2 separate regions of the Sus scrofa genome follow, and region 2 is linked to region 1. Evidence: chromatin contacts called from public HiChIP or PLAC-seq data. All regions are on one chromosome and are shown on one strand. The core of a region is the stretch at or near the end of the contact, and the rest is flanking DNA. Distances in the headings are between cores, read along the strand shown. Region 1 overlaps IGF1R (insulin like growth factor 1 receptor). Region 2 has its middle 30 kb from the start of SYNM.

Region 1 (3,255 bases), core at 250-2,749:
GCTAAAGTTGTTTAGAATAGACTAATTATTCTTTTTCCCTCCTCCTTTCTCTGTCTTGGCACAAGGAAATTTTAAGCCATCTACAATCCCTCCATTAAATTAAAAAAATAAACAAACAAACCTCCATTGTGAGAGGCGCCATTGGTGTCTGCCTCCTTGTCCTCCCATCACAAAAGGAGAGGAGTGCTAAAGAACAGGCTCATTGGTCACTATTTCATGAATTTAAAAAAGTGTAGCAATGCTGCCTCGCCAGACAGAGTGAAAAACAAAAACCTCAGTCATTTGTTTAAACAAACTCACAAAAACAAAACCACTTCCTCAACAGACCCAGTGAATTCTAAAAAGGATCACACACTTAACATGATTTTTTAAACTTTAAATTTCACAAATTAAAAGCGGGATGATGGGACCAAACCAATGGACATCATCCCACTCCTCTGCTTATCTTTTTCTGGTTTCACCCAGCTGCCAAAAACACCGACAGCACTTCCTCTCATCCCAACAGGAAAATTTCAAGGCTCCTGAAGGTCTGAGTCCGACCGGAAAGCTCATGAATATTCTGATTTTCTGGAGCTGATGCAAGGAAATCACTGTAATTGATGACCAGACACAGAGTTACCTACTAAATGTCTGTTCCCCAGAATTACTCCTCTGAAATAATTTATCAAAAGTTGGATTTCCATTTTCAAAGTTATTAATAACAAGAGTCTGTTTCCGATTTTTAAGATGAGGTTTAATCTTTGGAGCCTTTCTTCTTCTCACTAAATTGTCTCTATACAGTGGGATCGCCCTTAATAAACTCCTTTGCTTTATTGCATTTTAATGAAGGTGAATAGAAAGCAAACTGAAGGAAATCTTAAATTCCCACGCGAAATGGGAAGAAATGAGAGCGCTGAGAAGATTTAAATTAGAATATGCATTTACTGGGTGCCAGGAAATTCAGAGGGTACGTGTGCCTAGGGTGGCATGCGGGCGGGGGGTGGAGGCACTGGCAGCGGCGTCCGTCAGTGGATGCCGTGAGCATCAAGCGCTGTTGCGATCAGTTTTTGTCTCCAACCGGAGTGTGTATTTGGGCGTGAACCCAGAATATTACGACTTGAGTTTAGTTTGAGAATGAACACCCTCTCTCCATGTTAGTTTTTCTCTTTCGCAATCACATTTAAATCTTTTACTTTCGTTTAAAATTTTGCCCCGCTGCTAAGTACCTTAGCAGCGAACCTGAACCTGGGTGACCTCTGCTTACCATCTACCCAGAGGCTCCTCCCTCTGGAAAGCGCCGCCAGGTCGGACGTCTGAGCACTCTCTTACTTTAGGACAGCCGGTTTTCTATCAAAACTTAACTATCCTTAAGAAGAAACTAGGGTTTGTACGGAAATTCTTCAGAACGAGTTATTTTTCCAACATAACGTGGATCGCCAACACGCGAAAAACACTAGCCAGCAGCACCAGGACACATCCCGAGGGAGGCGGCGTGGCTTCACACTGTGCTATCGCGATCGAACCACAAGATTCAAACCATGTTTCCGTGGAAAAACTTGAACCAGCAAGAGGTTTAGATTACATGATTGGAGACAAATGAGAAACCGTTTACATGTTTTCAGCTTTTGGGATTTTTAAAATTAGGAAAAACAAAAGCCATACAACAAAAAAAACAGGGAGCTGAGGAAGTCTTTCAAAACCCAAATGCCACACCCGCCCGCTCCCTTTTCCGACCGCTTTCCCACGTGTGGTGTCTGGAGACCACGTGACGTGGAGGTGGGCGTGGCAAGAGCGCCGTCAGATGGCCCCGCCCACTCTCTAGACTTAACACTTGCTGAGCCCCTCCTCCAGTCAGCCAGGCCGGCGCAGCAACGATCTGAGGGGGAGTTTTGCATGTCCACTTCCAAGAATTTTTAACCGCTCTATTGGGACTTACTCTAACATCGAGATTGGGGACTAGAAATGACAGAAATAAATGTTAGCTATCTCACTGTGCTCTGAGCCAAACTTAAAACATTCACCAAGAAACTGTAAACACAAAAGAATCTTGGTACAAAGTAGTCTTCTGATTTCTGTGCAACCACAACTATAAAAGCTGTACATATTTAGCATCCAAACTAATTCAGTATTATCAATTCTACCGTCAAAATACCTACTTGGTCCTGCAAATGTGAGTGACCTGACAGCCCAGCCCACTAAGCATGTATGGTTTAGGATGCTTGAAGTTTTTTTCTCTTTTCCTAATATAACAGTTACATTTCAAACTCTTAAAATTTAATTTTTGAGAAGTTATAAGTATCAGTGAGCTAAAATGAAGGCCATATGGAGCTCAGTGTACCTAGCATGATCTTGTCTGTCAAAGTACAATTACAAACTGGAGTGGACTGCAGGATATTAAAAACTGTAGTCATTCACAGTTCTTTCAAAGAGATGCATGAGCTTTAATAAAACATTATAGTTGAGTAGAAATAGTTTTTTATTCTTTTAAGGTATAAATAAAAAGAATAAAAAAGGTCACTTAGGTAGTTAAGAATCAAATAGCTATTTTTTTAAAACCCTCTCTTTAAAGAGTAATTTTAATCGTTTGGTAATGGGAAATTCAAAATAATGATTTCTTCATGCAAATCTGATTTTGGGCTGCTGAAATTTAATTAAATGGGGGGGGGTCCTCCTAAATGTTTGTATTGTCACTATTAGTGTATATTCTGAAAGAAGAAAACAGTATCTTGAGCACCCCTTTCAATTACAGTTTAAAAAGCTCAGAGATAAAATTTCATACTATTAATGAAATTTCTTATGGTGGCATAAGCCTTCCTAGCCTGTCCAAAATATTCAGGGCTGTGCCTGAGTCAGCTCTCTAATTGTGTCCTCGTTAAGTCCTCAAAAGCAAGAGACACTTGCAGCCAGGACCAAAGTTAATGGGACTTTTTTTTTTTTTTTTTTTTTTTTTTTTTGGTCATTTGAGATCTCCTCCCTTCTCCTTCACCTCCTCTGAAGGGAAAAATGGCAATGATGTTTCAAATAACATTCATATTTGAGATTGCTTAGCTTTTACATTTTTTTTCCTGCTTCATGTCATTCATAACTGCCCTCCCAGAAAAAGTGGAGCTGCTACTGCTATTTAAAAAGTTTCATGTCCCTCATTTTAAAAATACATAAGGTCCTCAGAGTAGAATTCCAATTACTAAGTGTAGAAACAGAAATAGAAAAATCACCATTTGGCAAATACCACAGTAATGAATGTTAAAATTAGCAGGTGAAATAATGAGGAACAGT
Region 2 (3,255 bases), core at 295-2,794, 350 kb after region 1:
ATATTCTTGCTGTAATTTTTCCACAGAAATATACTACGTAGCAAGCTAAGTAAATTCTTGGAAACCTGGAAACCCCCCAAAACTGGTAGATGCAGCTTTTTTTTTTCTTTTTTACTATTTTATGAAAAAGAGATAGAGAAAAACCACATTTCTTGGATTTAACTTTGTTCACACAAACTTTGGGTTTTTTTTTAAAGAAAAACTGGCACCGTTTAAGCATGGAAACTGTCACTCCAGTAACTTTTTAAATAGTTGCCTAGAATTGTGTGACTTGGAAAATTAATTTCTTTCCAGATGAAGAAACCCAAAACAGGTTTTCTAAGTGAAAATTATTGGTTCCCCCCTCCCCCATTCTCAGGAGGCAGAAGAAGCAACGGGCAGAGACCTGAGCATATGGGACGCTCAGCCAAACAAAAGGGCTGTCTGCAACTTGCCTAAAATAGAAAATAAAAGTTAGCAGAGCTTTCCGCCTGGCGGGCCCCTTTTCCGAGCCTCACAGGACGCTGCCCCAGAGCCTGTGTAATCAGTTAAAGCAGAAGCCCCAGAGCCCCATGGCTTCCTAACTTCCAGTCCCCTTCCGACCTGGGGAAGCAGGTTCACCCAACCAGAGTCACCTCCACAAGGTAGTGGCTTGTGCTTTGTTTTGCTGAAAAAATTCAAATCCCGTTAATGTTTTGGTTCTTTTTAAAGAACTTTGGACAATAATATACGTTACAAGAGCTTTATGTGGAGGAGGCACTAGAGAGGTGAGGTACCCTTCATTGTAGGACAAGCCTTGGCTTTGAAGTGTGAAGAACAGGGGTTCGAATCTCAGCTTTGCCCCTTGCTGTCCGTGTGACCTTATTCTCTCGGAACTCCGAGTAACAGGCGAGGATGACTCCTGGCTTGAGGGTCAGCAACGAAGGTGAGCAAGTGCTGGTCTGCACGTGCTTAGTGCTTGGGAACCTCCGCTAGCGTCCTGCTCCCGCCGGGAGAAGGCAGGTGGCTCACTTCACCTCCCCAGCTCACCTGAGAGGCTGGCAATGGCAGGCAGGAGGAGAGAGTGTGGGAGGGGCCGGGGTAGGAAAGAAATGAGCATCCAAGCTCGTACTAATCCTCACCTAGTACCTTATTAAAGTCCTTAAAGGAATTTGCATCGCGACCTCCCAGCTGACCGTGAACCTGAAGCCCGCATCCCATCGTGCACCCGCCGAGGGTTCACATGAAATCCACAACGGCAGTCACACCCTCAAACTGAAGCCGATTTTCCGATTTCGAAAGCCGGACTGCAGCATTAAAAAAGGCTTTGTTTTCTTCTTCTTCTCCCTCTCTTCCTCCTTCCTCCCCCGCCTCCCCGGGCCAAGTCTCTCCCAGCGCGCACACAAAAGAAGACCCCGAGGCCAAGGTACCGGAACCTGCGGGTTTGTTTACCACTTCGGGCGTCTCGGCGAGGTGCTGCCTGGCACCGCCACCTACCGGCGGGAGTCGGCCCTGCTCCCGGGAGCGGGCCAAAAACTGCCGGCCGATGACCCAACGCCGCAGGCATCTGAGGATAACCTTTCCCCTTTCTTTCCAAGACCAAATAAGGGGGCTCTTCCCTCAGCGTGCTGGGCCTGTGGCGGTTAGGCCAAGGGGCGTGGATTGGAGAATGCAGGAACGAGGCTGACAGTCCGCAAAACAACCGACCACATTGTTCCTGTGGCGGCCGGCCTCCTCCCTCCTCCGGGCGGGCACGGCCCGTGCCCAGGCGGGGCGCTCCCTGCCTCCGCAGGCGTGGAGAGCCGGGCGGGCGACTGGGCAGGGCAGCCGTCCCGGGGACCCCGAACCCCATCGGTAGCACTGCCAAGCCGCTGCCCCCACCCCAAGGAGTGGAGGGCAGGGTGCCCGCGGGCCCCGCCCCCTTGCCGCACTCCCCGCAGACCCTCAGGGCTGTGGGGCCGCAGAAGGGCGGGTCTCTGGGCCCTGGCGGGGCGGGGGGCGCAGACGGAGGGGAGCCAGGCCCCGCGGCCAGGCCTCGGAACCCTGGCATCGCCCCCGAGGGAGGGAGTCACTGGTGGTTGACAGTGTTTGGTAACCACAGAAACCAAGATTTGACCTATATTTTTGAATATGGCCTCAACTCTAGTTTTCCTTCTAGAAATCAAAGGGAGAGAGTCTGACCTGACTTGCTGTTGATTTTCCTCCTGCCCGGCGTTCCAGAATGCCACCCAGAAGGTTGGGCGAGGCGGGAGACCTCACTGGCTGGTTCGCCGTGACTTGGAGGGTGACAGTGCTCTGGGCCAGGAGCAGTGGCTGTACACATTCAGAGCCTCCTACCAACCCCAGGTCCTCCATGACGGTGGGGATATTTCTGGAGGGAAATTGGATGATTTTTACCAGGATTTTAAATGTTTACCATTTAACTACTTCCTCCCATTTCTAAGTTTTATTCTAAGTAAGTAAAGAGAATATGAATTCCGCTGATGGTCACAGCCCTGGTAATGTTGCCAACAACAGTTGGCCTTAACTGAACATTTACTATGTGCTGGAAACTGTTATAAATGTTTTATAAATATCTACTTACAACATTCTGCTGCAGTAGGTATTCTTAATACCCTTGTTTTATGGAGGAGGAACCCGCAATCAAAAGTTAGGTTTTCACTCAAAATCACCCAGCTGGGGAGTGGTAGAGGCAGGATTTATGCTTGGACTGTGGAGCTCCTGAGTCTGTGCCCTTGACCGCAACACTAAATGTTTATCAATGGGGATTTGATTAATTTAGAGTACATCCGTATAATGGAATACTCTCCAGCCACTTAAATAGTGATGTAGATTGGGAATAATTGGCATGGAAAAATGTCCATGACATATTATTGAGTGAAAACAGCTGGTTACACAACGGCGTGTATAACAGGATCGCACAGCTGTGCAGAAGGGCGCTTGTGGCAGTGCTAACTGTGGTCACCTGTGGGTGGTGGGGTTACAGGTGGCTCACTTCACAGGTATGTTTTCCGAATGTTGTTGAGCCCTTTCGGGAAATGAATGTGGGTTATTTTCCAATAAAAGAGCTATTTTATGGTGTGCCTTCTGGAGAAAATATGTGTTAGATAAACGTCATTCAGGCATGAGTTTCAGTTCTGTTGCCATGCATTCAATGCTAATGAATCAACAACATGTTTTAATGTGTCTTTAAACAGAAAAAAAGCTATTTCATTTTTTTAAAAATAAATGGATAAAGGAAATAACATTTCTTGATATGTACACACACACTTGAGATCACTGTCAAGGCTGGGCTCA

Evidence for each region. HiChIP or PLAC-seq counts read pairs in DNA pulled down with a chosen protein or histone mark.
Region 2: an H3K27ac HiChIP or PLAC-seq map of skeletal muscle shows a contact between it and region 1. The contact joins two enhancer-like sites. A contact is called at or near these places in 1 of 47 Hi-C or Micro-C datasets (subcutaneous adipose tissue) and 1 of 2 datasets of contacts at active chromatin or transcription factors (skeletal muscle).

What each region holds. Positions count from the first base shown.
Region 1 is chr1:137,476,067-137,479,321 of Sscrofa11.1, forward strand. All of the region lies in intron 2 of IGF1R (insulin like growth factor 1 receptor), which reads right to left. Among named protein-coding and RNA genes, the nearest start is that of PGPEP1L, 170 kb to the left of the region's middle. Within about 2 kb of position 1,500, at least 47 of the 83 cell types and tissues checked have an H3K27ac peak or open chromatin away from gene starts, as enhancers often do. A contact at or near this core is called in skeletal muscle and subcutaneous adipose tissue, where this site is marked.
Region 2 is chr1:137,824,452-137,827,706 of Sscrofa11.1, forward strand. No RefSeq gene overlaps it. Among named protein-coding and RNA genes, the nearest start is that of SYNM, 30 kb to the right of the region's middle. Within about 2 kb of position 1,545, at least 59 of the 83 cell types and tissues checked have an H3K27ac peak or open chromatin away from gene starts, as enhancers often do. A contact at or near this core is called in skeletal muscle and subcutaneous adipose tissue, where this site is marked.